Linked DNA regions of Mus musculus: region 1 is linked to region 2. Evidence: chromatin contacts called from public Hi-C data. All regions are on one chromosome and are shown on one strand. The core of a region is the stretch at or near the end of the contact, and the rest is flanking DNA. Distances in the headings are between cores, read along the strand shown. Region 1 holds the start of Tcp1 (t-complex protein 1). Region 2 holds the start of 6330415G19Rik (RIKEN cDNA 6330415G19 gene).

The links. Hi-C and Micro-C count contacts between places; a contact is called where the count stands out from the background.
Region 1: a contact with region 2 is called in a Hi-C map of B cells, with 7 read pairs. The contact joins the promoter of Tcp1 here to the promoter of 6330415G19Rik in region 2. A contact is called at or near these places in 2 of 39 promoter capture datasets (cranial neural crest and pre-B cells) and 1 of 484 Hi-C or Micro-C datasets (B cells).

The regions. Positions count from the first base shown.
Region 1 is chr17:12,913,483-12,919,784 of GRCm38.p6, reverse strand. Tcp1 (t-complex protein 1) reads right to left here and starts at 3,456. Exons shown (of 12, transcript NM_013686.4): 1 at 3,156-3,456; 2 at 1,902-1,987; 3 at 1,614-1,742; 4 at 337-434. The coding sequence starts at 3,219. It overlaps Mrpl18 (mitochondrial ribosomal protein L18), which reads left to right and starts at 3,694. Exons shown (of 4, transcript NM_026310.3): 1 at 3,694-3,838; 2 at 3,961-4,147; 3 at 5,784-6,015. The coding sequence starts at 3,787. It overlaps LOC115488839 (a small nucleolar RNA gene), which reads right to left and starts at 200; the gene lies at 63-200.
Region 2 is chr17:23,547,086-23,554,021 of GRCm38.p6, reverse strand. 6330415G19Rik (RIKEN cDNA 6330415G19 gene) reads right to left here and starts at 3,223. Exons shown (of 2, transcript NR_126484.1): 1 at 3,122-3,223. It overlaps n-TRccg2 (a tRNA gene), which reads left to right and starts at 3,687; the gene lies at 3,687-3,759. It overlaps n-TKctt14 (a tRNA gene), which reads right to left and starts at 6,662; the gene lies at 6,590-6,662. It overlaps n-TRcct2 (a tRNA gene), which reads left to right and starts at 5,182; the gene lies at 5,182-5,254. It also overlaps the pseudogene Casp16.

The DNA of each region.
Region 1 (6,302 bases), core at 2,207-4,706, about 11 Mb after region 2:
ACACACCACTCCAAAGTTTTGCATCTCACCACATTTAACACATTGTCAAATATCACAGGGAATGGTTTCTGTTCAGCCATTTCATATAGAGGAAAGACACAGGACAGCTCCCCCTCTTCAGATCATGGCACCTTTCATCTATCCCATAAGCATAGCCACTAAACTCTATTAGGAGAAAAATGTGGTAGTCAAATGGGAAAAGTACACGGAGCTTAGTACTCCAGGTGAGCACTTGAATGCTAAGATGCAACAGTTCCAACTTAACGCTTAGCTACAACATTAAGATACAATTTACTACTATTCCACAAAATAACATGTTTTTGAAAGCAATCTTACTTGCAGGCAAGACGATAGCCACTAATAACTGATGTTGGATGAATTTTCTGTTTGACTAGCTCATCTGCATTTTTCAGAAGCTCCGCTGCAATGATTACCTGTTGATCAAGCATTGCTTTAAATATGCATGGCACTCAATATGCACAACAGGAAAACATGATTATTAAGCAGGTATTATTAATACCACAGTAGACAAGTGAGTAGCAACTCGTTGAAAACACAACATAGAGACCACTAGGAAGTATTCTGTGCCAGGCGTGGTGGCGCATGCCTTTAATCCTAGCACTTGGGAGGTAGAGGCAGGCGGATTTCTGAGTTCGAGGCCAGCCTGGTCTACAAAGTGAGCTCCAGGACAGTCAGGGCTACACAGAGAAATCCTGCCTCAAAAAACCTAAAAGTATTCTATGGAAATGGTCCAAGCTGGAAAAGCCAGAAAATGCTAAAAATCTAATACAGCAGAATTTATATCCATTACATTTACAGACTTACTGCAACAAGAGCTAGATAGCAATCAATGGAAATGACTGGTATCATTCCAGTAATTTCAATAAAATCTTAAGATCATTTAAAATAGAGAACACTGTGAAAAACCAGTTTTCTTAATAATAAAACAAAACAAAATCTCCAAAAAACTTTTCTTCTTTCGAGTGGAATTAAGGTTATTTTTAAGTTACATTGTCTATGAACAAATTAGATAAAGTCCATTTTCACTATTTAAAAACAGATTCAATTCTTTCCTAGTAAAGGGTAAGTCTATAAATACTTTTCCCTCACCATTTATTTTGCCAGGTCTAAAATCTGCCTCACCAAACAGTATTTTACTACTTAAGCAGGCTAACTCACAAAATGTTACACTATTCGCCATGTTTGCTGACTAGCCATTAGCACTATATGGTAGCAAATTAACTTCTGCAAATTTCTATTTTGAATTCCAAAGATTTCTTGTTCACATTTAAAATACAAAAGTATCTATTAAACAACAAAGAAAAAAGTCCAAACCTGGTAACATTTTCTACATGAACATCATCATGGTTAAGTAGGTTTAAATAAGGCTCCAAATTCACGAGACTCCAGTATTTAAAACAAGCTTGTATTTATTTAATCACCTTAAGTTCTTCCCTTACTTAAATTACACAAACTAGTTACAATGGTTAGTTTTCAAAAGTTTGTGAGACTGCCTTAAAAGGTGACTTATTTCTGACCTAGAGTATGACTCTCTCATGGATTCAACTCTAATAAATTGACTATTCTCTAGCCATTTCCTGGTAGCGTCTCACCACTGAGGTAGTTCCATCTCCAACTTCTTTGTCTTGCAGGTCAGCCAGCTCACACAGAACTTTGGCTGCGGGATGTTCTACCTCCAGTAACTTCAGGATGGTGGCACCATCGTTAGTAATGGTTACATCCTAAGAAATATGAAGGAATAAGTGGTCAACACAGAAACCAAGCTCTAGGATGCCATCCATACTCAGGTAAAAACAAAGACTTTACCAAAGATTTTTTTTTGAAATTTAAAACAATGTACTTTTATCAAGGCAAGCAAGAGCAATTAGATATATACTTACACCAATATCATCCACCAACATTTTATCCAAGCCAACTGGCCCAAAAGAACTTTTAACAATGTTGGCAATAGAAGCTGCAGCCATAACTGTAGATGAACAGTGAAAACTAATTAGAACAACACATAAACTATGACACTCAACTACCTATGATTTGCTAAAATCTAAAGTCTGTAATTACTATTTAAAAAAAAAAAAATCAAGCCGGGTGTGGCGGCGCACGCCTTTAATCCCAGCACTCGGGAGGCAGAGGCAGGCAGATTTCTGAGTTCGAGGCCAGCCTGGTCTACAAAGTTGCTTCCAGGACAGCCACAGCTATACAGTGAAACCCTGTGTGTGTGTGTGTGTGTGTGTGTGGGGGGGGGGGGGAATCACTTACTTAAGGACCAGTGAAGGTTAACTATTCTTTTTTCTATTTAGTATTGGTATATCACCGATTGCAAAGATTTTAATGCCTCAAATTATAAGCAATCTTAAGTTCATTCCTTACTACTACACTAGGGGGGAAAAAACCCTTTAAGTTCAGCCTTTCTCTTCAGACTCTGGCAAGTTTAGTAAGAATATTAGATAGTTCACCAGGATAAAGTAGTAGTAATTTCTAAGAGAGTTGTTTAAAAAAAAAAAAAAAGCACAACACAGAACACGGTTCCTGCAAGGGAATGCTTTCAAGAACAAATTCAACCACAGCAAACCACGTGCTTACTCGTATTAAAGTTAACCACGATAAAGGCAGCTAAAAGTATCGCTTAATAACGTTCAGTTTGCATTCCGTTACGTTTTACTGGGGGAGCAGCTGTCACCTGCAGATTCTGGGCATCCAAGAACCAGACCAGGGAAGGGAAGCAACGCAAAAGCCACCTAGATTCTATGAGCATCTTCTCAAGGGCCAATGGAACCGGTGAAAGCTACTCTTTTCTGGCTATGTCAGAGGTGCTCCAACCGGCTTGGAACCCAACAAAGGAGCAGAGGGGAGTGGCGGAGAAGTCTATCTGGAGCTCCTCTACTAGGTATTGGGGCACGGACGCCCACACCCATCTTGAACGCCTCCCCCAACCGTGTGCATTCTCGAACATTCTTCCCTTACACGGTAGGGCGCAATGGCGCCGAGCCGGCCGCTAGTGAGGGCGGATCCGGGATGGCTGGGCTTCTCCTGAAGGAACTTCACTGGGCCCGGCGGACAGCCCCGGCCTACGGACTGCGGCTGGGCTTCGGCCTGCGCCGCCGCGAGCTGGACCCTTACCATTCTCTCGCCCTTACCATTCTGGGAGCGGACCGCCTCCCCAGTGCTGCGGTCCCCGAACACGGACAAAGGACCCTCCATCTTCAGGAAACGAAGCAAAGCTCACTACGGCCGCAGACAACCGATAGCTCCGCTCTGAGACCGTTTAACGGCCACCACGGCGGGGACCACGGCGTGGAAAGGCCCGAGCGATGCCGCGGGGCCTGCTGGGTAACACGCCCTGCGCGCTCTCCACGCTCCACCAACCGCAAGGTCTGCCGGGAAAGCGGTAGGGATTGACAGACGAGGGCTGGGCGGGGCGAAAAACTGAAAACGCCGGAAGTAGGGGGCTGCGGGACGCTGGGTCAACTAGAGACAGTAGAAGAAAGGCGCGAAAGTGGAAAACGGAAGTCAGGCTCTTGGCCACGGCTAGCGTGTCCCGCCCTCCGCCTCAACGTCTGCGGTGATTGGTGAGCCAGGGATACCGATCGCTCACTCGGCCACTCAGCACCAGGGAGCTTGTTAGTTCCGGGTCCTTGAGACACCGAGGTACTGCCGGCCCTTGTAGCTTTACCCACAGTTAACATGGCTGCGACTAGTTGTTCCCCGAGACGACCCTGAGCAAAGGAAGATAGGGCACTGTGTGACTTTGCCCAGGTCCCGTCAGCCATGGCGCTTCGGCCGCGGTTCTGGAAATGTCTGTCAGTTTGCAGGAAACTGGGTAACTAATCTCGCCCCACCTCCTTGCCTGCGCTCTGTGCACAGTACGTGTGCATTTGCAAATGCGATTTTGTACCTGATGTGGGAAAGTGAAAGATGCATGTGATCTTTTTCATTTTCTAGAGTGTGGGTTCGCAGCCCTCTCAACCAGTTCCGTGCCGGCCGTGCAGCCCGACGTGGAGAGTAAGGAAAACGAAGCGGTGGCCCCGGAGTTCACCAACCGGAACCCTCGGAATCTGGAGCTCTTAGGGGTAGCTCGGAAAGAACGGGGCTGGGCTACCGTGTGGCCTAACCGTGAGTTCTGGCACAGGTAATTAAAGTCGGCTTGTGACTGACTAAGCTGTGCTTAGCACCTTACCAATTTCACCAATCCCCTGACTGATCCTGCCAGGTAAGCCTCGGGATGTGTCAGGAAGATGACATGTGGGTAGAAAGCGACCTTGGAGCAAGCAACTAGTTAGTTGCCTTGAAGAAAACTTAAACGGTAATTTGAGAATAAGCGGCTATGTCCTGAGGCCTCTCTGAAGGTGACATGTCAAAAAGCTGAGATCTAAAGGACAGGAAGCCGCGAAATCATTTGCCATGAAGGCTATTCTAGCAAAGGAGGCTAGGAGGCTGGGATTGAGTGTCTGGAACTGACAGGCCTGTGTACCTACCTGTTCAGTAAGTAAAGGTGTGTGTGTGTAAGCTGTTACAGAATAGAGTGCTAAGTAGAATTAGTTATTAGCGTGCACATTAGGGTAAAGTTTGAGCCTTAATGATTTTTTAATGGGGGGAATAAAGGTTAAAAGTTCATTAATAGAAACATTTTATGAAATACATTTTAAAATTTGTATTCATTTAAAGCACTTACTGAGTTCACTGAGGACCCAGGCAGCTTACAATGGTCTGTAATTCCAGTTCCCAGGGATCTGACACCCTCTTCTGACCTTGGCACACAGCGATACATTCCCAAAAATAATCATACACATGGAAATAAATGTTAAATTTTATTTTGGGAGAACTACGCAGTTTAGATGAGTACCTTCATCACACAAAGCAAGTGCTTTACCTCTGAACTGCACTCCCCAGCCCCAAGATGGCTACTAACTGAAAGCATTGGATTTACAAGCAGTTATGCTAGATGCTTTAAATGTATGTCTTTTTTTTTTTTTTTTTTTTTTGGCTGGCCTCAAACTCAGAAATCCACCTGCCTCTGCCTCCCGAGTGCTGGGATTAAAGTCATGCGCCACCACGCCCGGCTGTATGTCTTTTTTTTTTTTTTTTTTTTAATTTAACTTTTTTTTTTTTTAAGACTTATTTATTTTGTGTATGGGTATACACTGTCTCTGTTTTCAGACATACCAGAAGAGGGCATCGGATCCCATTACAGATGGTTGTGAGCCACCATGTGGTTGCTGGGAATTGAACTCAGGACCTCTAGAAGAGCAGTCAGTGCTCTTAACCGCCGAGCCATCTCTCCAGCTCTTAATTCAACTATTTAAACTACATTATTATCATTGTAGGGGTTATCTTTTTACGGTGGTTATTATTTTTGTTACAGTGGGATTTTTCTGGTTTTTGTTTATTTGGTTGGTTTTTTTGTAATTACACATTTTTATTGTTGTAAGTACACTGTCGCTGTCTTCAGACACAGCAGAAGAGGGCATCAACAAATCCCATTCCAGTTTGTTTTTATTGTTTTTTTTTTTTTTTTTTCAGTTGATTGGTATGTGCATATAGTCACAGGTTCATGCATATACCGCATATACTTAGATCATGGTCCACCTTGTGAGCCCTGGGGGTTGAATGCAGGTTGTTGGCCTTGGTAGGAAGCATCTTTACCCATTGAACTGTCTTAACAGTGGGCTCACCAAATTCTTGAAGAACACGTAGGCGTTTATTCACCTTAAGTGGCCCAACTTTTTGTTAATAGATTGTTTTATAACTCTTTTCTCCCCGTTTAGGTTGCGAGTTGTAAAGACTCAGCATCACGTAGAAGCATTTGTTGAGCATCTTAACGGCCAGGTTGTTGTTTCAGCATCCACTCGAGAATGGGCTATTAAAAAACACCTTTATAGTACCAGAAACGTGGTGGCTTGTGAGAGCATTGGGCGAGTGCTGGCACAGCGGTGCTTAGAAGCAGGAATCAACTTCATGGTCTACCAGCCCACCCCGTGGGAGGCGTCCTCAGACTCGGTACTTGTATTTCTATGTATTTACTTAAAAGGTAAACATTCGGCTAGGAATGGTGGTGCATGCCTTTAATCCCAGCACTCGGGAGGTCTCAGAGGCAAGAGATCTCCATGGTCAAGGGCAGCTTGGTCTACAGTGTGAGTTCCAGGAATGTCAGGGGTACACAGAGAAACCCTGTCTCAAGAAACAAAAAAAGAAAGCAGAAAAGAAACAAAAATTTGGTGTGGTATGGTAGAAGCAGATCTCTTGAGTTTAGGACCAATCTGGTCTACCAAGGAAGTTCCATCTAG
Region 2 (6,936 bases), core at 1,974-4,473:
ACAGTCAGACCCTAGAGCAAGCACACAATATGACCTGTCTGGAACCAGGGCTTGCCCTCCTACTGGCTGTGATTCAAGACCGACTAGGAGCACAGCATGATGTGGCAGCATTGAGGAACCTTTGCCAGGCCTTGGGCTTCAAGGCCACCCTGAGGATAAACCCATCAGCTCAGATTGGGGGAAGCCCAAAACTGGTGGTGCTGGAAGGAAGGGTACCCCTGCCCTAGGACCCTGGAGTTCTCCTTCCTGGGTTTCCCCCACACCACAGGCAGGAAGCACATCTGTAAGTCTTGCCTCTGATTTCCTGCTGTATTCATGGGACAGTCACTTTCTTGCCTTGGGAAGTCTGATTTCCTAGACAGAGACTGAAGAAGTGCTCCCAGACTGAAGAAGTGCTCCCAGCCCCATGAAGGGCAGCCAGGAGCTGGTTCAGACCTTGGCCTTTACCACTCCAGGCCTTCTGGGAAGAACTGGCTCAGCTTCGGGAAAAGCTGGATACAACGGGCCCCGTGAGCTGTGCCCTGGTGGCCTTGATGGCCCATAGGGAGCCACAGGGGCAGCTGCTGGGGGGTGATGGTCAAGAAGTACAGGCAGAAGTGCTGGTGCAGGAACTGAGCTGCTGCCAGGCACTGCATGGCCACCCCAAGATCTTCCTGCTCCAGGTCTGCTGTGGGGGTGAGGGACTCCGCCTCCAGCCTGACCCTCTACCCTGCCATTCCTCTGCCTCCTACATTTCCCACACAGCTCCTCCAGGAAGCCTGCGGGCTAGCCATTCCCTGCCCCTCTCCAGCCTCCCCTGGAGTCAAGCCCACAAACTTGAACCTCTATGAATGTTGCCACCCCTGCAAGCCTGCCTCGCCCAGAGATATCCTGAGGTTCCACTGAGTAAAGGTATCTGCCCCATCCTTCTCCAGGGAACAGGGACCCTGGTGTGGGGTCAAGAGCTCTCCCATGGTACCGTCATTGGCTGAGAGCACCCCGAGCCATCCCAACCCAGGCAGATGTTCTTCAGATCCATGCTGATGCTCCAGGTGGGTCTGCTTTTCTTCTGGAGCCTGGGCTTGGCACACAGGTGCTGGGAACCATTCACACAGCACACTACTAGGCCTGGTAGCTTGGAGTTTGCTGCTTTGCCAAGATCCAGGGAGGAAATGTCTTCCTAAGCTGTGAGGGACTCTGAGGTTTCTGCTCCTAGCTGAGTCTGACAATTTGGGAGTTAGCAAGAGGACCTAGCCTCTCTGAGTTCATACAGCCTGGATGCTGTAAGGCTTGTGGGTTTTCAGCTCCACATTCTTTCCACTGTCTAGTGCTGCCCCTGAGCCAGAGATGACAAGACACTGGGGCAGGTGGAGTCCCTGGATGCTGGTAATGGGAGTTGACTCTTTTTGCAGACAACCTTATCTCCACTCCAGGGAGCTCAGGCCAAGCAGACATCCTTACTGTCTCTGCAGCTGTCGAGGGTAAGAAACCTATGGTTATGGTGGGCCTAGTTTCCTGCCCCATGGCTTGGAGTGATAGCTTCACTCTCAGCAAGAGTCCAGCCCCAGTTAAGTCACTCTCCTCCTACAGGTTAGTCCTTAGAGTCAGGGTTAGAATGGCAAGCTCCTGTCAAATGCTCCCTTGTGTAAGTTCTAGGACAGGACAGTCCTGCTTGCTTCAGGCGCCTGTCCACTGTTTGGTACCTAGCAAGTCCACAGTAAATATTTGTTGTACATTGATTATACCCAAATATTCACTCTACAAATATCGGCAACTTCTTCCTGATGCAAGAAGTCCCTGACCCTGTGCTGGTCTGAAGCCAGTTACCCAGAATGCTCTCTGCTTCCCCTCCTCACTTCTTCCACCCACAATAGGCCACTGAAGGTTGGGATGTCAGCCCAAGGTTGACTCTGACCCCATCCCCTCACCTAGGCTGTGTGGCTTATCGGGATGAAAAGGGCTCGGACTTTGTCCAGACACTGGTGGAGGTCATCAGAGCCAACCCTGGAAGAGATCTCCTTGAGCTGCTGACTGAGGTGTGAGGAACGGGGTTAGGAGGGGAGAAAGAGGGGCTGGATCTGTGGGAGTGTTCTCATTACCTTCCACTTAACCCAGGGAAAGGAGAAGCAAGGAGAAGGCTCTCTCTCTCTCTCTCTCTCTCTCTCTCCCTCCCTCCCTCCCTCCCTCCCTCCCTCCCTCCCTCCCTCCCTCCCTCCCTCCCTCTTGCCCTCACATCAAGAGATGCTCAAATACAGGGCACATTGGTCAGACAAACTCAGCAGCAGCTATTACATACACTAAATAAAGTTCAGGAGAGGAGGACACCAGAAGCCATTGGGAGGAGGGGACTGAGGTGGGGGGTATACTGGGAAGTAGAAGGAGCCAGCAGGGGGTGCAGGAAGGGAGGTGCCACTGGGTTGTTACAGAATAGGGTCAGTTCATTTGTACAGTTTTGCAGGCTAATAGGGAGGTCCTCTTCTTGTGTTGAGGTCAGGGTGGGCAATGCTGGTCTGGCTGATTATATGATTATATATATGGGGTGGGGAGCCTTTCCCTTTGGGTGGGGGACTTTTTGGTTGAGAGCAAGGAGCTCATGTAAAACTGCTGGGTTAGTATTAGGCTCAAAGATGATTAGGTAGCACTTGAAATTTTAGGCTTACAGAACAACAGACACAAGAGTCGGTCATTGAGGAGCATGCCTGTAGCTGGGAGGTAGTGGCAGGACCAGAGACTGAGACCAGCCTAGGATTCATAGACTATTTCAGAAAGTATCGACCTCTCCGCAAAAACCCCTCCAGCAGACAATGACTGCAGTGGGTGTGATGGACTGAGCCCCTCAGGGCCTAGCTGAGTGTCAACAGGGTCAACAGGCGGGTGTGTGAGCTGGACGTCCTGGGGCCAGACAGTGATGAGCTGTGCAAAGCCTGCCTGGAGATCCGCAGCTTGCTCAGGCGCCGGCTCTGTTTATAGGACGAGCAACCTCACCACTTCCCCTACATCCCCTCTTCACACCCTGTCATCGATGCAGCAGTTTGGGCGTGGGAGCTCACATAGCGCCAATAAATATGTATGTGTTCATGATCGGCGTGCTCCGGAAAATGTATGCTCTTTCTGAAATACGTGAGATAATGGGGAAAGTTACCTGGTAGTAGATAGGGGATCGACTGTGCTCTCGGGAACCAGAGGTTGAATCGGGTCTGTGCTTCCTGTCTGGGACTACGGAACCTCACAAGGCTGACCTGGATATGCTGGGAGAGGCTTAGGGAGAAAGAAGTTCTGGGAAGGATCATCTCCGGAACTATAACTCTCGCCTCGCTGAGTCCCTGATGCGGGCGGTCTCAATCTCCACATGGCGCTGGGGCCATGGAGTTGCCAGAGAGGCGAGCCAGCACGGGTCTGGAGACTGGAAAAGACAATTGTGGATACTTCAGTGACGTGATAGGGCAAGTTCATGTGGGTTGTCCCTGGTCTTGAGTTGAGGGCCAGCCAATGGAGGAGATCTGAAAGACGAGCCTCTAGGATCCGGAAGGGCTTCTGCTGACTGACTGCTCAGGAGTCTGATTATATCGGTTCAAACTTGTGGAGGCTCCTTTGAGACTGTCACTAAATAGATTGGCTCAATAGGTAGGATTTTTCTTTGGTTTAAGCATGCGCAGTAGGCGCTTGAATAAGTCTTATGGAGAGAGCTAAGGCCTGAGTCAGTGTAGGGCCGCGTGGCCTAATGGATAAGGCGTCTGATTCCGGATCAGAAGATTGGGGGTTCGAGTCCCTTCGTGGTCGCTGCGTGCATTTGCTTTTTAAAAACCTACCTTAAAATTTCCCATTCTCAAATTTGCTTTTCAAACTCTTGTCTGGTACCCCGGAAGGAAGACCAGCATGTTTGTATTAAGTAGGTGAAGTTATTATCTCAAGACAGACTACGAGCAGCTCGAATTAGTGCCAAGGAAAGGAACCGAATAGATGCTAGATTGGATTGCTTACGTGGTGGGTGGGAGGTGTCCCAAGGGAACGTTAAAGACATTTGATTAAAATAAAAAACTCAGTAGGCTATCTGGGTGAATGCAATTGTCACTGAACTGAACACTTGAAAATAACTAAAGCAGTAAATTCGGTTTATATGTCCACAGCTTTAAAATCCATGAAACAGTAAGAAAATTAGATTTCTTACAATGTCCAGGCACACCTGTAATGCCGGTATTTAGGAGGCGGAGGCAGGGGAATTAAAAGCCACTGGGCTACATGAGATCCTGTCTCAACAACAACAGAGGCGTCTCCTTACAGGTCCAGTGTAAATATAAATTTTTAAATAGCAAGAATATGTCCCAGATTGAGTTGACATTTAACCTGGTGTGTGTGTGTGGGATATCTCTATTTAAGGGATTCGGTCTAAGTGGAACCGTTGTCATCCCTACAACTCCCAGGAGAACCACAGAATGGGAGGGCGGGGTACCAGCTCACGTGACAGAGCCTTGTGCAGAATAATTTTCTCTTTAATGTTACAGTGGCTTAATAAAGCTTGCAAATATGTTATATCAGACACACACATGAGATAAAGGAGAGTCAAAAGGACACGAGGATAACGCAACTGGGCCGGAACCCACAAGCCTCAAGCCAAAACTCGACCTCAGGTTCTTCCGACTGTGCTGTTTAGTTGTTGCTGTTGTTGTTTAATTTACTTTAATTTTTTTGAGGGGGGTGGGTATCAAGTAAAATATATAGGCCAGTTGTATACTCTATAAAGAGAAAGCATGAAGACCTGTCCCTACCAAGTAACATTTGGTTGAAGAGACGGTGGAAGACTGGACAGAGACCCGGCACAGTTATCCTGGACAGGGAACCGGCACTGCAAAGCACATACATTATCGTGCCGGCTCCAGTTTCCTGCATCCTGCATCACAAACACGTTTTCCATCATACTGGTCGTCCGGGTTCAAAGGGCTCATTCAGTATTGGAATCTTGGATATCTTGCACCATAGAAAGACGCGTACCTGTTCTGTAAACCAGTGAGCAAAATAAAAGCAGCGATGTACGTGTTTCAGTCGCCTCCTTACAAGTGCGTCCTCCTTTAGATCTTAAGGGTGCTCGGGGCCCGGCAACGTTAGAGCCGGTACCTTGGCTGAAATGGTACACACGGTTGATGGACACGGAAAGAACCCAAAGACTCAGACTGGTGGAACATCCATAACGTCTCTTTCTCGTCAGCCCCGGTGGCCTAATGGATAAGGCATTGGCCTCCTAAGCCAGGGATTGTGGGTTCGAGTCCCACCCGGGGTAATGAGGTGTTTTAGGCACTTTTAGGTAGCTGGTAAGTGAGCTGAAGAGAAACGGTTCCTTGCAGGTGGTTTTGCTTTCAAAATTTTGTTTTGTTCTCAAATAAATTTCAACCTACCATTTCAAGGTAATGTTTTGTTTTCAAATAAATGTCAACTTACCATTTCAATATAGTTCTGGCTGTCCTGAAATTCACTTTGTAGACCAGGCTGGCACTCGAACTCCGCCTGCCTCTGCCTCCCGAGTGCTGGGATTAAAGGCGTGCGCCACCATAGCCGGCTCAAGGTAATGTTTTGTTTTCAAATAAATACGCTTTCACTTTACAAAATACCATATGGTTTTATTTGAACGATTTTTATGTACCACCAATTATTAGTTGATACTCAAACATAGTAATTGTTCAGATCGTAGACGTACAATTCCATTGCAGTTCCTTAAAATACATACATACATACATACATACATACATACATACATACATACGTCTTGTTATGTAGACCAGACTGGGCTCGAACTCAAAAATCCTTCTGCATCTTCTTTCTGAACACTAGGATTACAGATGACTCCAGGTTAGGTTATATGTATTTTCAAAAAAGTCCTTTTTTTTTTTTTTTTTTTAAATAAACCCAATTATTTAGAGACTACCTTTCAAGGCAACTGGTTAATTTTTAAATTATAGTTTGGGGGCATAGATCACTGGTAGACTCAAGGCACTGAATACTATTTTCTTAGCTCGAATACATATTTGAAATAGATAATAATAGTATACTTTAAAAATACATAGAATGCATGGCTTCATCTTTCGATAAAAACGTCCCAAAATACAGGCTTTGATATATCATAAAATTGGAAGTTTCTGATGCGTGGTGTGTCAAGGACCCTTCCTAAATAATGCTGTCTTTCACAAGGCCTCCCTGAGGCTGCTGGTTCATCTTACACTGGGATTCTGCAACATGTACGATGTAATTATATTTTCTTCGTTTGTCAGTCTTAGCTGGGTACATAATGATTGTATGGAGGTCTTTGGGGTTTGACCCTGATTTTCTAGAGATTCAGTCCATAGATAGGGTCCTTAATGTTCTTCCTATTGTACCTTTAAATTATTTAAATTTGATGTGTTTATGAAGTATCAAATTAAATGTGTAAAAACTAAATCTATAGAGCTAATCTAAGTAAAAGGGGACTTTCCATAGGATTGTGACTCTTTTGCCTGGTGTACGAAATAAATGCTCTCTAGGCACTAGAGTTTATATCTCTCCTGTCTTCAGATTTCTGCCAGTTTCCAATCCTTTCCAATTTCTGGACTTCTGGCCGCTTTTTCATTTAAGCAAAATTACTCGCCCAACGTGGGGCTCGAACCCACGACCCTGAGATTAAGAGTCTCATGCTCTACCGACTGAGCTAGCCGGGCGGTGATGAGAAACTTATTCCCCACAGACCTCTTGGAATTCTATACACTTCCGGGTTCTAGAACGAATTAGACTTGTCTTAGAGCCATGGTGGTAGGTTTGCTCCTGTAGCTTCGTATCAATCGCACAGCCAGGGCTTGTGTGGCCCCTTCCGTTCCCAGGAGTCACAAGGTTGGGGACAAGGTGGTGGTCTGTGAGGATGTTAGTGAGACCCCCGTTTAGGGCCCGATCGGTTCCAGAATCTAATCATGGCGAGCATGCGTTTTCAAAGCCGCC